2 separate regions of the Sus scrofa genome follow, and region 1 is linked to region 2. The links are chromatin contacts, called in public Hi-C maps. All regions are on one chromosome and are shown on one strand. The core of a region is the stretch at or near the end of the contact, and the rest is flanking DNA. Distances in the headings are between cores, read along the strand shown.

The links. Hi-C and Micro-C count contacts between places; a contact is called where the count stands out from the background.
Region 1: a contact with region 2 is called in a Hi-C map of embryonic fibroblasts, with 2.4 times the contacts expected there. The contact joins two enhancer-like sites. A contact is called at or near these places in 2 of 47 Hi-C or Micro-C datasets (embryonic fibroblasts and fibroblasts).

Annotation. Positions count from the first base shown.
Region 1 is chr1:255,758,183-255,762,318 of Sscrofa11.1, reverse strand. All of the region lies in intron 4 of LOC102161373 (a long non-coding RNA gene), which reads right to left. Among named protein-coding and RNA genes, the nearest start is that of TNC, 130 kb to the right of the region's middle. Within about 2 kb of position 2,003, at least 5 of the 83 cell types and tissues checked have an H3K27ac peak or open chromatin away from gene starts, as enhancers often do. A contact at or near this core is called in embryonic fibroblasts, where this site is marked.
Region 2 is chr1:255,213,734-255,217,862 of Sscrofa11.1, reverse strand. No RefSeq gene overlaps it. Among named protein-coding and RNA genes, the nearest start is that of TEX48, 4.0 kb to the right of the region's middle. Within about 2 kb of position 1,837, at least 9 of the 83 cell types and tissues checked have an H3K27ac peak or open chromatin away from gene starts, as enhancers often do. A contact at or near this core is called in embryonic fibroblasts, where this site is marked.

The sequences.
Region 1 (4,136 bases), core at 754-3,253, 540 kb before region 2:
GGCCTAGGAAATTCCACATGCCATGGGTGCATCCAAAAAAAAGTTTAGGAGGGTCCTACAACTAACCCCCTCCTGGGGTTTGATCATCTGCTAGAAATTTCACAGAAATCAGGAAAGTGGAGTTCCCATCATGACTCAGCAGACACAAATCTGACTGGCATCCACAAGGATGCAGGTCCTATCCCTGGTCTTGCTCAGTGGGTTAAGGATCCGGCATTGCCGTGAGCTGTGGTGTAGGTCGCAGATGCGGCTCAATCTGGCATTGCTGTGGTATAGGCCGGTGGTTACAGCTCCGGCACGACCCCTAGGCCTGAGACCCTCCATATGCCGTGGGTGCAGCCCTAAAAAGAAAAAAAAAAAGAAATCAGGAAAGTGCTTCACTCACTATTACTGGTTTATTATAAAGGATACAACTCAGGAACAGCCAAATGGAAGTTTGGGCAGAGAATGGGGCTAGGACACTGGCTGTTCAAGGATCTTCCATGCCCGCTCCAGGTACACTGCCCTCCTAGCTCCTTGATATGCCCACCAACCCCCAAAATTTGAGGTTTCTATGGAGGTTCCATTACATAGGAATGATGGCTTAAATTATTGGCCATTGATGATCAACTCGATTCTAGCCTCTCTTCCCTCCCCAGAGGTAGGGAGTGGGGCTGAAAGTTCCAATCCTCTAATCATGTTTTGGTCTTTCTGGAGACTGACCCCCATACTGAAGCTCACTAGGGGCTCCCAAATACCAGCATCTCATTAGCATGCAAAGGACACCCCGATCTTTCCAGAAATTCCAAGGATTTTAGGAGCTGTGTGCCAGGAACCAGGGAAAAAGACCATATGTGTATTTCTTACTTATTACAGGGGCTTATTTCTTCGCCTTGGTCGATTAGTATAAATAATTTCAAAACATTGAAGACTGCTCAGTGAGAAACAGGTAGTAAAATTCTGTGCCAAACATATAGCCATGGCTTTCTGATGCCAATGATAATACCACATCACAAGGCTGCCTACAAGGCAACTCACATCATTATCACATAATAAGGATGATGATAAGAATGACAGGCAGAGCTAATATTTATCATGCACGGGTTAGACACCAGAAAAGATGCTAAGCACTTCATGATTATTTCATTTTGTTCTCACTTTAAATAAATATATGGAACATGAACCCTTTCTGCCCCTACTTCATAGATAAAGAAAGAGATCTGGAAATCATAAAAGGAGCAAGTGGTAAAGCGAGAACTCGGGCGCAGATTCTTCAGGCAGCAAAGCCAAAGCTCTCACCGCTCCAGCAGAAAGCATCTCCTTGGGTGTAATGGCCAGCTCAACTGTAGATTTCACTGTCAACCTCCTCCAGGGAGATTTAACTGCCCTCTCCTCCGTACTCCCACAGTCCTGGGTCCCCCGCCCTGTTAGACCACTCATCACATTGTATTCGAGCTATGGGTGCAAACATCTGTCTCTTCTGCTTGCCGCGGGGTGCCTATTCAATCACACTATGCATTATGTATCTTTGTTATGTCCAGGGCCTGGTGGAATGGTTCATACACAATACTCCTTCCTTCAATTTAATTAATGATAATGAGCACATAATAAATACTTCTTGGTCTCTCCACCTGTAAATGGGCGACTGTTCTCTCCTGGAAAGAGGGACAATCCCCTTTCTCCAAGGCCAGAAAACACTCAAGACTTCATGAGCCAATACATGTGTGCAACTGGCAAAGAACATCTTGGGAAAATGCTACCCTGTTATTACAAGGCGCTATTGAAAGGGGACCAAAAAGAAAATTCCTACTGTCCTGACATGATCCAGCTGCAAGAGACAAGCTGTCATTACACCAGCGGAAAGTTATGGCCTCTAGACTTGAAACTAGCAAGTTGGCCTGAAGGCATGGGGCACAATCTTGGTTGTGTATCACATAAACTCTAGTCACACTGTGCAAAGACACGCTATTCCTGTGCAAGGGAAGCTGTCATTGGATCTCACCGCCAGGTATGCATGCCGCGTCTGGTGGGTAGATTGCCAAGCTCTCCATCTGTGTTGTGCTCGGTTGCTAGGGCACAGGCAGGGAGCTATGTAGTGTCTTGCTTTCACCCCAACCACAAAGGCCTGGAGCAGTGACAAAGCTGCTCGAAGTGCTCGAGCTCCGAGGAAATGTACATATTTGGCTTAATTCATGAAACGTCTATTGAAGACCTACTCAGAAGACTGGGATTTCTGGCAAGGCTCTGCTGCTGTAAGAGCCCTGGTTGGATGTGTCCTTCTCTGAGCAAGTAAAGTCCTCCCTTGTAAAAAGGAAGGACCCAAAGCTCCGTGTTTCCCAAAGAGGGTCTATGTACCCCTGGTGGTATGTGTAACATTCACAGGTGCGGCGTGCAGACACTTGGAAACATTTTAGCAGCTGTAAACTAATGCGATGTGTGCTCAAAAATAACTACCACAGCAAACACCTGACATCACATAAGGAATCGATTAGAATAAATGCAAAGTAAATATTAAATAGTTGAGTTTTTTTTTTTAAAAAAGAATCGGCATTAGAAATTATGAATGGGGGAGGGAGAATATGCATATGACAGAAACTGGGGCAGTGGAACACAGATCAGTGGAGTTAGATAAGCTGGACAAGGAGGATCTGGCATCCTAGGGTCTGGCTCTGTGATCCTGTCACCAAAGGCTAACTGGGAAGTCACCTTGGACAAGACAGACCAAGGTAAATTTATGTTGAAAATGATTCCAATTATATATTCCAACTCAATCAACACAAACACTTTCTGATAGCTAGGGGACCTCAGACACTAGTCTAGGCATCACGGATGTGAGGATGAAGAAGACAAGGTCTCGGCATCATGGAACAAAGGACACACCTGGGGAAACAAATATCTTTAATTTAGCATGATGTTTATAATAGTGAAAGTAACCTGGGAGCCAGAAAGGAAAGTCCAACGATTCCTGGGAGAGAGGAATAGCCAAGGAAGTCTCCCCAGGGGAGGGGAACATTGAGTTAAGCCTTGAAGCCTAAGTAAACATTATCTGAGCACCTAAGAAGGAGAAGGCATTGCAGGCAAAAAGAAAAGCACATGAAATAAGTGCTGAATGGCCAATGTAACAGGTAAGTTATGTTTTCTTACTCTATTTTTTCTTTTTTTGTCTTTTTGCTATTTCTTGGGCTGCTCCCGTGGCATATGGAGGTTCCCAGGCTAGGGGTCCAATCGGAGCTGTAGCCACCGGCCTACGCCAGAGCCACAGCAATGCGGGATCCGAGCCTCGTCTGCAACCTACACCACAGCTCACGGCAACACCGGATTGTTAACCCACTGAGCAAGGGCAGGGACCGAACCCCCAACCTAGTGGTTCCTAGTCAGATTCGTTAACCACTGTGCCACAACAGGAACTCCCTTCTTAGTCTATTTTTATGTGTCAACAAAAGACGTAACGATTTTGTGTACATCCTGAGTGAGAGAACCAGGTGTTGAGTGGAGTTACATATAATGCTCAGTCCACGTTCTTTCTACTCTATCATATCCTATATCCTATATCATATCACATCTGCTCTTCTTATCTGAAACCTCATGATATGTAGAGCTATTAATTCTTATTTGTTCTTAATCCACCAAGTGTGAAATGCTAATCCACAGAAGAAGGAATGATGAGATTTACCTCTTAAAGGTCAGTATCCTAAACTACAAGCAATTCTGGGCTTCACCATACTTTTCCTTAAAAAAAAAAAAAAAAAAGTCTCTGTAGAATAACTCCCCCAGACACTCTGTATTAGTTATTTTAGGCAAAAACCAAAAAGTTTCAAAAGACTCTCCCATGTGCTCCTTCCAGTTTATACACAGACACCCTTCACAAAAGAGTGAAAGATGGAAAGATCCCATTCCTCAGGAAAAACGTCATGAGAGACAAGGCAGAAGGATGCTGAGCTGTGGTGTTGATTCATAAGGTCCTGACATTTGGGGATTCGCAGTCAGAAACACTTCATGGGAACGTCAGTCTAGTGAGGACATTTAATAAGTTAGAGAAACACAGGACCTGCACCATCTCTTTACCTACCTTTTCAAGGTTTTATTTTTTATTTTTTTAGGGTCACACCCTTGGCATGTGGAGGTTCCCAGGCTAAGGGTCACATCAGAGCTGTAGC
Region 2 (4,129 bases), core at 588-3,087:
CCTACACCACAGCTTGCAGCAATCCCTGATCTTAGCCCACTGAGGGAGGCCAGGGATCAAACCTGCATCTGCACAGATACTATGCCAGGTTCTTAGCCCACTGAGCCACAGTGGGTGCTCCAACTAAGAGACTAGATCTTAATTGTTCTCAACATGAAAAGGAAATATAAATATGTGCTGTGATCAGGGTGTTAGCTAACACTGCTGTAGTAATCATGTTGTCATATATAAGTGTATCAAACTAACATGTACGTCTCAAAATTACACAATGTTAATATGACAATTATAAATCACTTTTTTATTTTATTTTATTTTTTATTTTTTTTGTCTTTTTTTGCTATTTCTTGGGCCGCTCCCGCAGCATATGGAGGTTCCCAGGCTAGGGGTTGAATCGGAGCTGTAGCCACCAGCCTACGCCAGAGCCACAGCAACGCGGGATCCGAGCGGCGTCTGCAACCTACACCACAGCTCACGGCAACGCCGGATCGTTAACCCACTGAGCAAGGCCAGGGACCGAACCCGCAACGTCATGGTTCCTAGTCGGATACGTTAACCACTGCGCCATGACGGGAACTCCTAAATCACTTTTTTAAAGGGGAGGGAGACCTGGGGAGCTTTGAAAACTACCGATGCCCAGAAATAGTGATTTTCCTGGCCTATAAAGTGGACACCAGGTGCGGCATTTTTAGAAATTCCTCCCGTGACTCTAAGGGAAGTCTTTGCTTCCTAATAAAAAGTTAGTAGTTTTCCATCTTTGTTTTTTGTTTTTTTTTTCCTAGAGCCACACCTGCGGCACATGGAGGTTCCTAGGATAGGGGTCTAATTGGAGCTGTAGTCAGCCTACGCCACAGCCACAGCAACGAGGGATCCGAGCTGCATCTGCGACCTATACACAGCTCACGGCAACACCAGATCCATAACCCTCTGAGTGGGACCAGGGATCGAACACTGAAACCTCATGGTTCCTAATCAGATTCATTAACCACTGAGCCACGATGAGAACTCCAGTAGTTTTCAGTCCTGATTTCATGTAAGAATCACCTAGAAAGCTTGTAAAAATACTGATCCCCAGGCTCCACCTGCCACTCCCCCCAGGGATGCTAATTTATCTGGAGTTAGGCCCCAGGGCAATCTTACATTTTAAAAACATCTCAGTTGAAACTCACTTGCAGCCAGAGTTGACAACTTTCAATGTTACCATTGGGAGTATTTCTTTACAAGTGAGGTTTAAAAGACTATTTAACCCACCATCAAGTATTTGCAATGGTTAGGTCACACCTCCCTCACACCTCAACCCCCACCCACCTTTCCACCAGGACACCAAAACTGTGCTGAATTTTTGCTTTCTTCTGTTCCACTTGTATCAGGTGACCTCCTATAAGCCTCCAAAAATAGCACTGATTGAGAACATTTCAACCTAATTTGGCTTCCCAAAATAGTACTCGGCTGTCCTAAATAAAGGAATAGAGAGTGCCCTAAAGGTGAGAGATTTTGCCAGGATTCCAATATAAAATGATTCTCCTTTTCCTGAAAGAGCAGAGAATGTGCCTTTATTTTTGCACATAACATTAGTAACAATTTCTTGAGTGTTTACTACACCTAGACACCATGTTAAGTGTTTTCCTGCTCGCACTTAATCCCGAAAGTATAACTGATTCAATTGCTTAATTAGATAAATTAATAATAATTATTATTGTTCCCATTTTAAAGAGGAAGAAACCGAGGAGTAAAGTCTATTGGCCTAAGATTACCACCTAGCTGGGTAGGAGACAGAATGCGGACCCAGGTCTTTGGCTTCCGGTACTATACTGCCCCCTTACGGCTCAGCCATCCTCACCAGAGGATGCATTCACAAGAGGCACCAGGACTTCGTTTCAGTGCGCCCAAAGGACTGCATGGCATTGGGAACAGCGGGAAAGACCACTGGAGAAACGGCCAGCATTTGCTTTCTCCCTCCTCCCTTCACAGTCAGTCCAAACCCCTGTCCCTAACATTCCCTGGTTCCCAGGCTCTGTGACATCACAGACAGCCCCATCTCTGCTCTGCCAGCTGCAGGTGAGTGAGGCTCAAAGGTTAGACCTGAGAGCAGAAAGGGTATTTTTTTCTGTACTTAAAGGGACCACGTTTCCATCACTCCAGGGCACCGTTTCACTTTGCTCCAGGAAGCAGATGCCATCGTGCTTACCATAACCCCAATTTTCTCTCTCTGGATCCCAATCTCCCCGTGTGTGCTGAATGACCCTAAGTGCTCCTCTAGCTCCAGAAGTCTTCTTGAGTGACTGATCTGTCTTCTGGTGGAAGTGCTGTGGGGTCACTGGAGACCTGTAGCTCACAGTCCACTGTTGTGGTGGGGGCGGCGGCGGCGGGGGCGGGGGTGGGGGGGTGGGGAGGTAACCCAAGGGCCCCTTTCTTTGGCTCCTGCTTCCATCTAGAGGGGGGTGCTGGTAGTGCAAGGAACATCACACCCCTCCGCCCCAGCCAAAATCAACTCCACATTTTCATCAGCATCTGTATTTACATTTATTGAGCCTTCACAAGGTGCCAGACAGCTGTGCTAAGCACTTTCCATCATGATGTAATTCTCCAACCACATTCTAGTGTAGATAGTTCTATTATCATTCCCATTTTACAGATAAGGAAACAGAGGTTCAAGAAAGTTAATTTCTTGTAACGTTCATAGCTAACAGGTAGTAAGCCCTTAGGAATTATACCCCAAAGAATGTGCTTGTAATTGTGACACTGCTCTCCCAGGAGCCTTCCCATTTCGAAGAGGGTTCAAAGGTTCAAAACACTTGGCTACCAACCCTTAGAGGAGAAAGTGGTTCTACGCCCTTTTTCTCAGGAAATTGCTACGGAGGAAAGCTATGAACACCATTGGTGCTAAATTCAGACCAAATATAATTAAACTTAAATTTAAAAGCTCTGCTGAGCTGATGCTACAAAATGATCTCCAAGATACTGTGTAATACATAAGCTACTTTAGCAGAAGAGACCTCCATTCAACATGTGGAACAAACAAAAACTGAACTTATTTCTCATAACGCAAGGGAGAATCATACACCAATGACAGAGTCCATGAACAAAGCTAATGGCTAATATTTAAGGCATTTGGGGAGGTATTGAATTCGTGGACGGGTGGGATTTCAGAGGCAGAGTGCTTAGGAATGGCAGACCATCGCCCGTGACAATATAACTCCTGTCTGTCTATTGCTTTCAGGAGAATGGTCATCAGGGTAAAAGCTTATTAATAGATTAAATGGGTTTAAACAGGTTCTGATGATGATTACCATGGTTCCAGGGCAATCGGTCTTCACTGAGGAGCATGGGAACTCCTTTTTTATTCTCAATCTCCCTAGCTCCGCTCTCCCTCAACCAAAGCTGCAGGAGAACCCCTCGGGGATTATCTGGATCTTGACCACTGTTGTTGACATTCCTTGAAGACACAGTTCCATTTTTCCACTTATAGAAATCTGATATTCAGTTTGAGCATCAGCCAGCCCGTTGTTTTTGTCTCTAAATCATCTGCAGAACTAGATGCTGGGCCAGTTGCTACATAAAAGTATTCAACTCTCTGGACAACAGCCAATGAATGACTGTGAGGCAAACAATAATAATTAAAAGTACTTTTAAAAAGAGTTCTGGAAGGCGCTTTAGAATTATAGCCCATGATTTCCCAGGCATGATCAAGAAGATAAATCTCAAAATGATACCCTAGGTCTACCTGAAATAGTTAGGTTGTCTTTTCTTTGGGCTTAGATATAGATTAACTTTACTTGTGGTATTAATCAAGGAGCAACATGAAGTGATGGTAACAGTGCATACTCCCCCTGATTAGCCACAATAAAATCCAAAGGTATTCTATTATCCATAGTTACTTGAGCTAAGGATTTTCGATTGGTCAGTGGTGCCCTAGGGTGGGAGCTGTATTATGTATTATGTCAGCCAAGGTGAAGGAAAATGAGCATCTGTGTTGTCCACCTCTATTGGCAGGGTCGCTGACCTCAGAAGTCTGGGGTGTTGGTGACCCCATGAAGGGTTTTTTTTTCCCCTTGCTGAGGAGGTACGCACTTGGTCCATGTATTCATCACAAAGAACAGTCAGCCTTAATCCTTGTTGGCACTGAAGAGTC